2 separate regions of the Mus musculus genome follow, and region 2 is linked to region 1. The links are chromatin contacts, called in public promoter capture Hi-C maps. All regions are on one chromosome and are shown on one strand. The core of a region is the stretch at or near the end of the contact, and the rest is flanking DNA. Distances in the headings are between cores, read along the strand shown. Region 1 holds the start of Brwd1 (bromodomain and WD repeat domain containing 1). Region 2 holds the start of A630089N07Rik (RIKEN cDNA A630089N07 gene).

Region 1 (4,813 bases), core at 1,240-3,739:
CACTAGGTGCTGTGCCACTGAGTCACATGTCTCATGTCCTCATCTCTGATCTCCTGTAAGGGCTACCATGCTACCTGCCCAGGATTAGAACTTTAATTCCAGACAATGACTAGCATTTGGGATAAAGATTCTTGTAAAACTACACTTTACTTTATGATAGTGTTAGGAAATGTAATACACACGTCCTTGGTCTATATAAACATTTAAAGGAACTGGGGGGATGTTTTAGTGGTCAATAACACTTCACCTTCCAGAGGACCCGGTATGGCACAAGGGAATATTCACATCAGAATGTCAAATAAACTGTTCTAGTTATGGATCTTAACGATTTAACTTTTCAGTCTATGTGAATGTCTGCTTTGCCAGTTTGTGCATATGTGTATCACCTGCAGGTCAGCAGAGGGAGCGATAGAGGGTTGTGAGCCATTGTGTGGTTGCTGGGACTTGAACTCAGGTCCTCTGGAAGAACAGTCAGTGCTCTTAGCCGCTGGGCCATCTCTCCAGGCCCTATCTTTATTACTTTGACTATGGCTTGTGAGCCTACTGCCAGTAGGTTCCCTTGGTGCTACACCAAGTCCATCTCTTTATCCTTATGGCTACAGTTCCAGTGGGTCCTCTTTGATTTACTCTCTCAGGTTTACTAAGTAATATTTTTCTGTATCTTGGTCTCAACTTGCAACCTCTCCTTGACTGGAACGTTCCAGTTTTCCCATTTTCAGCTGGAGACTCTCTGGTTGTGTCCATCAGTCACCCCGAATACTTGAACTAAACCTGTTTTAAAGGGTCTCATGTACCTTGGGGCTCTCCTCAAGCCGTGTGGATAATCATGTCCGTGAACTTCTGAACCTCTGGCCTCTGCCTGTGCTGGGATTAGTGGGTGCTTTGTTTCTGTGCTGCTCTGGATCAAACTCAGGCAAGCCCCCGAGTAAATGACAGAGTTCTTTGGCTTTCTCCTTCAGTTGCATGACATCCCCAGAGGAGTGAAAGTTCCATACCTTTCCCTCAGGCAAGTTGGTTTTTATCCCAGTGCCCTAAATCTTATCACTATAGTTCACCTTTCCCTTAAAGGACGCCAAACTGTTTCCATGGGAACGGTGGAGTTTACTGTTCCATTTTATCTTACCACTTGGTGTTTGCTGAGTTAGGATTACTCTGAATAGGTGGGCCATCTACATATTCATATGTACTTTCCATGTAATTAATGAAAGTCAACTCAGAGGCTGGAAATGCGTATTAGTTCATAAAATCCTTGAGCTCTGGAAGGAGCCGCACTGTTGGCTACAATTTACAGATAAGGCCAATTGAGACAGAGGTTAAGTGATTTGCCTAGGATCATACACCTGATAGTTGGAGCCAGTCTAAGGTTCACTGCCCGGGCACGACTGGGACACCTCGTTCTGCCTCCGCACGCAGGCACTAGAATGACTAGCTGGTACAACGCCTTGGTCACAAGACAGGACTCCTACAAATGACCTTGCTCGGTCAGCCCTTCGCAGGGGCGCAGGGGTTAAGAAAAGAATGCGGAGCCACCCTAGCACTATGTCCTAAGCCTAAGGAAAAGAAACAGCCGAACCACCCTAGACTCTTTATAGACACAAACAATTCCCTTGCCGCACCCTAGCCCGCGACAGGAGCTCGCTTTCCCGTTGGAAGACGACTGTCTTTTGGTGTTTGGGAATAAAGAGCCGAGGTCGTTTGAGGTCAGGCCTCTTTTTCTGACTCTCTGCTGCCCGATAAATCTAACAATGGCCATGTTTAGTTCTGTTCTGCACTCTACGTCAGAGCTTGTCAGCGCACACTGGACGTGGTGAAACAGATCCGGTTGGGTCAGGAGCCTAGAGCGGTAATTAGGGGGATTTTTCTGTAACTCTTCCACCCCTCCAACAAAACGACTGACACTTGTGGCCGCAGCCCGTTTCCCACGGGCCCTCTGAGTTCCCGTCAAGTCATCGCGGACTCCCAGATTCCGTCACCCGTACCGGGCATCTTTAACCCATCGCGGGGCGCGGGACGCGGGGCGGCGGGAGGTCGGGAGGGCAGCGGGTAAGGTGGTGTCGCAGCCTCCGCTCTGGGTTCAGCCACCCTCCTGCAGAGCTCCTCCCCAGCCTCAGGGTCTTCAGGCCCAGCCCAGGTGACCGTCCTCCCAGGCTCCGCCCTGCCCTGCCCCGCCCCGCCCCCTCCACTCCAGCTCGCCGTACCGCCTCCGCCGCCGCACAAAGGCCGGCGGCCGCCTCACCGCGCGCAGGAATCCGGCCACGCGCGCCCCAGCCCCCCCACCCCCCGCCCCGCGGACGCAGCCCCGGCTGGCTCGCCGCCCCCTTTTGCGCTTCACGCCCCCGACGCACAGGACGCCGAGGCGAGGCCCGCCTCCCAGCCAAGGAGCCACATCCGCGTCGTGCCACGCCGCCGGCTCCCCGCGGGGGGACTACTTCGCTCCCCGCCCCTCGGTCCCGCGCGACTTCCTGCCGCGGACGCGTCGGTGCGCGGCGCGCACGGCATGGCGGCGGCGGCGCGCGCCTGAGGAGCTGGGGGTACGCCGGCCCGGTCAGGCCTCGGCGCGGCCTACGCGCTCCACTTGTTCGCTGGTCCGCTCGCTCCCGCCCGGCGCCCCGCCATGGCGGAGCCTTCGCCGGCCCGACGTCCGGTGCCTCTCATCGAGTCGGGTAAGACACGGCCGCGCGTCCCCTGCCCGGTGTCGCGCAGCCGCCGCTGACCGTCCCTGTCTTCTCCCCGCAGAGCTGTACTTTCTCATCGCCCGCTACCTCTCAGCTGGCCCGTGTCGCCGAGCGGCGCAGGTGAGTGCCGGCTGGGCGAGCGGGCGGGCGGGCGAGCGAGCGAACCGGGGGCGAACGAACCGGGGGTGAGCGGGGCAGCTGACGGGGTCTGACCGCGCGTCTTCTCTGCCGCAGGTGCTGGTGCAGGAGCTGGAGCAGTACCAGGTCGGTCCGCCGCCCCCGCGTCCCCGTCCCCGCCCCCGCGTCCCGGTCCCGCCCGGCCTCCCGGCCGCGGTGGTCACCCGGACGCCTTTCGTGTCTCATTCCAGCTGTTGCCGAAGAGGTTGGACTGGGAGGGCAACGAGCACAACAGGAGCTACGAGGAATTGGTGAGCAGCTCCCGCGTCCTCCGCGCGCCCGCGCCCCCCAGCCGGGTCTCTGCTCCCCTGCGGGCGCCGCGGGGCCGCGCCCGGGGGTGGTCTCTGGTGGTCCGGCGTCCCGGGGCGACGGGCCCGACCCCCGAGGGCTCGCGGTGGCGGGGTGGGGGGCGGGATTTGGCAGAAAATGGTTTTGGGGGCGGTGCCGGGCGCAGGCGGGGGCGCCCCTGGCTCGCGGCCGGGCTGGGGCTCCAGGTGCGGCCGCCAGCCACTGAGAGGGGCGCTCTCATCTCTCTCCCTTCCCGATTTGTAACTCGAGCTCTCATTGGTCTCTCCTTTCTCTGCCCCGCCCAGACTTTCAGACCTCTTGTTCCCCAGGAATAGAGAGAGAGTCCTTAGTCTCCCAAGGTGGAGAAATGGCCCCTTCCTGTACTGTACTCCCTTCCTCTGTAGGATCGCACAGAGTTCTCCGTGGTGAATATGTCAGTGCGGCACCCCTGCTTCCCCGACCCGTGCACTGTGTGTTGACTGCCTTTAGAAAGTTGGCTCACACTTGATCTTGCTGTATGTAGCGGTTCAGGCTTTAAGTTGACATCCGTCAGTCGGTGTATTTATTTTTTGAGACAGGGTGTCATTACGTACCACTGTCTTGCCTTGAACTCGGGTAGGCCAGGCTGGCCTTGAATTCATTTCCTGCTTCTGAGAGCTCGGACTAAGCTCTCAGAAGCAGTTGTGTGTGCCTGTCTTAACATTTCCGAGGAGTGGTAACTTGCGGATTACATTTATTTTCCTTTGCCTTATTTTCCCTACTTGCTTAGAGGTTCTTGTGTATAGTTGAGTTTTATCCAGGTAACAGAGGCTTTGGGTGTTTATCGTTAACGAAGCACAAATGTTGCAGGAGAATATCTTCGACAATTTTAAGATAAAAGACTCACACTGAGCATATTGGTTACAGAAGGTTGAGATGAGTGTGTGCTGTTGATGTTTGGCTGCACAGCCCCGTTTGGCTTGGACTTGCAGTCCTGCTTCACTCATCCTCTGCTGGGTCGGGATTACAGGAGAGCTCACTGACTTCACCATGTGTCCAAGACCAGTAGTGAACAAAAAGTCAGCCAGGGCGTCAGTCATGCATGTGGGCAGTTCATTCTCTATACCTTGTTTTCCAGGGCTAAGGAGTTAACTGGATAACTAGAGGGCTCAGCAGAACAGGGCAGGAGTGCTAAAGCAGCGGTTCTCAACCCACGGGACCCACCCTTTGGGGGGGTTGCATGTCAGATATCGACATTGCAGTTCATAACAGTAGTAAAATTACAGTTAAGTAGCAACGAGAATAACTATGGTTGGGGGTCACCCCAACATGAACTGTGCAGGGCTGCAGGGCCGCGGCGTTAGGAAGGCTGAGGACCACTGGTCTAGAGCCTCTACCATTGTCCTTTCCACAGCCAGGTGTTGGCCGTGACAGGTGCAGTTGCTGAGTAAAACGGGGTTGCTGGTTTGTTGTTTAATTTGACTTTTGAGAGTTATTTTTAAGAAGCAAATGTTCAGGTGGGTAAGATGACTTATCTATAAAACTACTTTCTGTTACCCCTAACGATGTGAGTTTACTCCTGGGGACCCCGAGTGGAGGAGGGAGAGATCCTACTTCCACAAGTGGGCCTCTGCATTCCACCCTCAAGCCATGGCACACATGTACAGGCATGCAATGCCCTTTTCTTTTGTCTT
Region 2 (4,813 bases), core at 617-3,116, 2.0 Mb before region 1:
AGGACAGAAGATAAAATATTGACTGGATTTATCTATACAAAACTTCACTTATAACTTAGTTATGGTTTTAAGCCTTCTGTGAACCCGTGGAGCTGAGACAAGTGATGGATGTTTAGCTTGATAATCACTCCTAATGGATATTCATGTAAACATCCTCTGTTGTAACATTCTATTTCAATTTATGATTTGATTTTCTGGTGAACTTTTGATGAAAATTTTAACATGTGGTCATGTATTATGAATGATGTTTAAGGGCTGAGGACAAAGAGAAGAGACAAAACTGGGGGCTGGGGGTGAGAGGAATGGAGGTGAGAGAACTGAGCTGAGGAGATGATTTTTGAAGGAGAATGCAGAGTGGAGTAGCTTGGAAATTATAGGTAACATAAACTACTAAGAGAGCAATGTGTAGAATGCAGAGGGAAAGAAGAAAAAAGTAGATGATGCTGAGAGCAGAAGGAGCAAGCAGGCTTCTCCTTACCGTGGGACAGAGCAGATCCCATGGTAAGGACAAGGCAGGTTTAGTCTTATTAAAAGAAACAAAGATTTTTTCTTACAAACATGGGTTTAATTCATTTAGCATTAAGAAGGTAGAAGCCTTTTCTTTCTCTATGTAATACAGATTGGAGTGCATTTAGTTTTCATCTAGAATGTGTGAGTTCTTTCTGCAACCATGCTGGGTCTTATGCTCCATATGCATATGTAAATATGGATGTGTGTGTAATTATGTAATTGTGAGAATGTCTGCATGTGTGTGTGTAAGTATGTAATTGTGAGAATGCATGAAAGCTGGGCCCATCTGGCTTCTAATGAAAATGAATAAGTGAGCATGAATGAAGCTGAATATGAATTTATGTGAGATTATGCATATTTGCTTATGTAAAAGTTTTTTCTTTCTGCGAGTGTTATTTACTTCTCCTGGCTCAGTAGAAGTTTATAGCTCCAAACATCCTCCTATCCCGAAAGCAAGTGGCATCTGGAGAACAGGGGAAAGGGTCTAGCAATTAATTCTTTACTTAATCTGCTGTTTTAGGATGAGGTGCTGAGTGCCAGAAACTGCAGTTTCTGACCTGAGAGGATCACAGAACGCAGGTCAGGTACAACAGCATAGTAACTTAGACTTAGATAAGTAAACTTTTTATTATACAGCAACCCTAAATTTTTGTTAAGACAAAGCCTTACCCTCCGCCTATGCTCTTACCTCTCCGTTGCCTCAAGAAGAACCGAAAAGAAAGAAGAAATACCTCACGCTGGGGCTGCACCACGGCACAAATGCATCAAAATTAATTACACTATGAACATAACAAACCAGAAATTAATAAGCCTATTCATATCTATAAACTATTGTTACCCCAAATCTCCCTCTAATAGTTAATATCCTGGGCACCTTTCCGCTTGTGGGACAGTTTGCTAACTCCCCTGCAAGTTGAGTAATGGGCTATGCAAGCTACCTACCTTAATTCCAGGAGGGAGAAGTCAAACAGCCTAGTGAGTTAGGGAAGCTGGGGCTGAAGTCAGGACCTGGTGAGCACAGGGTCACTGCCCACATAGGGGAGGAGCAAGCCACTGAGTAGTGGCAGATCTCCGGCTGCCTTCCTGATGGGGCCTCCCTGGGGCTGTGCAGGGAGACAGAAGAGTAGGCTATTGGAGGACCCGCACCAGTACTATGGAAATGCAAATCCCTGTAGATCTGGAAAAGGTCAGGCATTGGACTTGAAGAATCTTCAATTGGGCTGAGAATCTCTACGCAATGTACCTTTAAGGGAGGTGCTCGAGTCACTCAAGACTTATTGGCCAATCAGATCCTTTAGGCTGACTTGCCAGTCAGAAGGGAAGGCGGGTTTTTCCGGATGCCTTGGCGCGAATTTCACTTAGTTGCTGAGCAGACTTGAATGAGCCTGTGTGCTGTGCTCCTTGTCCTGCCGCTGGATGCTGTGGATTGTGCTCAGGCAAGCTCCGAAGGTGCGACATCGTGAGCACAGGGTCACTGCCCACATAGGGGAGGAGCAAGCGGCTGAGCAGTGGCAGGTCTCCGCCAGCCTTCCTGGTGGGGTCTCCCTGGCGCTGTGCGGGGGGGACAGATTGGTAGGCTATTGGAGGATAGGCACAAGTACTACAGAAATGCAAATTCCTGTAGATCTGGAAGAGGTTGGGTCCTGGCCTTGAAGCTTGGACTGAGAACCTACACTGTGTACCTTCAGCTAACTCTTAACTCTAACGGAGGTGCTCCAGACTTACTGGCCAGTCAGAGCCTTTAGGCGGACCTGCCAGTCAGAAGAGAAGGCGGGCTTTCCGGTTGCCGTGGTGCGGGTTTCACTTAGTAGCTGAGCCAGCTTGAATGGGCCTGTGTGCTGTGCTCCTTGTCCTGCCGCTGGATGCTGTGGATTGTGCTCAGGCAAGCTCCGAAGTTGCGCCATGGTGAGCACAGGGTCACTGCCAACAATGGGGAGAAGCAGGGGTCTCAGCAGCGCGAGCTGGTGTGGTGGGGCTTTCACAGGACTGAATGGGAATCGGCGGCCACGTGTGAGGTCCCCTGAGGTCCTAGCCACTCGCGGGACCCAGCCGTAGCCTCTGAATAACTTCACTGTGGGGGCTGCATTTGGCCTGTGTGTAGAACGATCTTTGGCATGATCCCAAACTCAGAGAGTCCTAGTTTCTGCAAGTTCTGTTCTTAGCATTTGACATTAAGGTGGACAGTCCATTTGGAGTTAATTTTGTGGAGGTTGTAAAAGACATCTCATGTGCTGGGTAGCAATCCAATATCAAGCTGTGATGTAAAAGTGCAGGATTGATGATGTAAAGGATTTACTAAAGCTTAGGAGATAGTAAGGCACTCCAAGTAGAATTTATCTGAGGGTGGACTCCATGTAAAACATCTCACAGATAAGTAATGTGCTAACCAGGGCAATTAGAGTTTAGGTTGCTAGGATACACATGCTTGTTCACAAGGATTGCCCAGAAATATGGCTCCAAGCCATAATAAAGAAAACAAACTTGATTTACAAGCAGCCACTAGGCCCATCTCCATATGAAAGAGCAGGCCTCTAACCAGCTGCTCAATGGGGCATTACAGGATCACAATCTACAGTAAGGCCTAGTGTGCCATAAAGGTTCAGTTTTCTGCTTGAAAAAAGCATACTTATGCCACATGGGCGAGATGACACTTAGTGACAACCATGTGAAAAGGGTAAAAAGAAAAGAAAAGAAAACACTGTTGCATTATTGAGTGCTGGCGTGATCAAACTGTAATTTCCCTGAGGTTCCCCTGTCTGGAGCATGATATAGCTCCTTCTAAAACCCAGGAACATGCTTGGCAGAGCCAGTCACAGCCTGGGGCCTACTCACCTGGCTCCTTGGCAGCTTACCCTGAGGCCCTGGGTATAGAGATAAAACCAGGGCCTTTTCTAAAACCAGGAATATGCTTGGGAGAGGTTGAATCAGATTCTGAGAACAAGACTTCCTACCCTATGGGGCTGTGGTTATCATTCCCAAGGCCATGAGAGATTTGGTCAGAAATGTTTTTGAGAAACACTGAGTTGCCCTTGTGCAGCACTGTTTAATTAGACTTCTCCTGAGTGTGTCCGATTGTATGATGCTTCTGCTGACTTCATAGTTTCTTCATCTTTCTCCTGACTTCATAGATGTCTCCCATCTCCTTCCTTTTCACTCATGTCAATCGTGTACAAGATGGTATTCTTTAGAAGCTTGCTTAGCATGAGCCATAGCTTGTGTAAGACCTCCCCACCCCAGCTTTTTTACTTTCTACCTTTTCCTTTTCCAGTTTTTTCATCATCTGGAACCTTCCACTCAGGACACTGTCACTAACCTGCTGTGTTAGGGCACTGTGTATTTAAGAAATGATCCTGGGAATATGCTTGCTGTGTAGATTTCCCATGTGTCTTAGTGGCTAGAATTGCAGCCTCCAGTCTGTATTTAAGTTGTTCAAAACTTAACCTCAACCTGAACCTAAAAGAGACTAAAGGGTGTCAGCATATGTGGAATGAAAAATCCATTCTAGTCTGGCTCCTCTTTTAGCCTTAATCAGTGTAGCTGGTCTTTGCTACTTCATGGTTACTTCTTTTCCCCTACCCTTAACCCCTTCCCCAACAGCACCCAAGCTCCACCTCCCCCCTCCCCCCCCCCCCCCCCCGCGTCTCCCCCACACACCCCTTCGTCACTCCCTAACACCAGATAGGAGAGTAACAAGGATGGAGGAGAAAGAGATTTTTGAATCTACTTTCTTTCCTTGTACTGGACCCCCCAGCATGAGTCAGACAGTCTCTGATACCGAAGGCAAGGATTAAATATAGAAAAGGCAGAAAGAAGATGTAAAGACGAGAGTTAGATTTGGGAGGACTGCTGGTTAATACTGCTGCAGCAGCAGCCAGCAGCAACCAGAGCCTTGAGTTTATTTTTAGTAGTGTTTTTATACCCCACAGTATCATTCAAAGCAAAGCCACAAGCTTACAGAAACAATTTCCTGAAATATACACAGAATATCTGTTTTTATCCAAAGGTACCTCCCTTGAACCTCAGGAGTACCCCCTCTTATCGTCCTATGCCTCATCAGGCTGGGAAATCTGCCAACAGACCCAGACCCTCCTTGACTGCCTGGGCACATAGAAGAATAGGGTTAGTTTTAAAGCATAAACATCATCATCATCAAGGAAGGAAAAAAGTGTAAAGGAAGTTCCCTGTATTCAGGGTCTTATCAAGATGATCGAGATATGACAAATTGTGAGGAACACATTCCTCAGCTGGTTTTTTTTTTTTTTTTTTTTTTTTAGCTTACTTCCTTGTCCTGGCCCAGTGTCAA

The links. Promoter capture Hi-C pulls out the DNA fragments that hold promoters and counts their contacts.
Region 2: a contact with region 1 is called in a promoter capture Hi-C map of pre-B cells, with 3 times the contacts expected there. The contact joins the promoter of A630089N07Rik here to the promoter of Brwd1 in region 1. A contact is called at or near these places in 2 of 39 promoter capture datasets (pre-B cells and stem cell-derived epiblast-like cells).

Annotation. Positions count from the first base shown.
Region 1 is chr16:96,080,104-96,084,916 of GRCm38.p6, reverse strand. Brwd1 (bromodomain and WD repeat domain containing 1) reads left to right here and starts at 2,489. Exons shown (of 42, transcript NM_145125.3): 1 at 2,489-2,663; 2 at 2,737-2,795; 3 at 2,910-2,939; 4 at 3,044-3,103. The coding sequence starts at 2,615.
Region 2 is chr16:98,079,492-98,084,304 of GRCm38.p6, reverse strand. It overlaps A630089N07Rik (RIKEN cDNA A630089N07 gene), which reads left to right and starts at 1,866. Exons shown (of 5, transcript NR_015491.1): 1 at 1,866-1,959.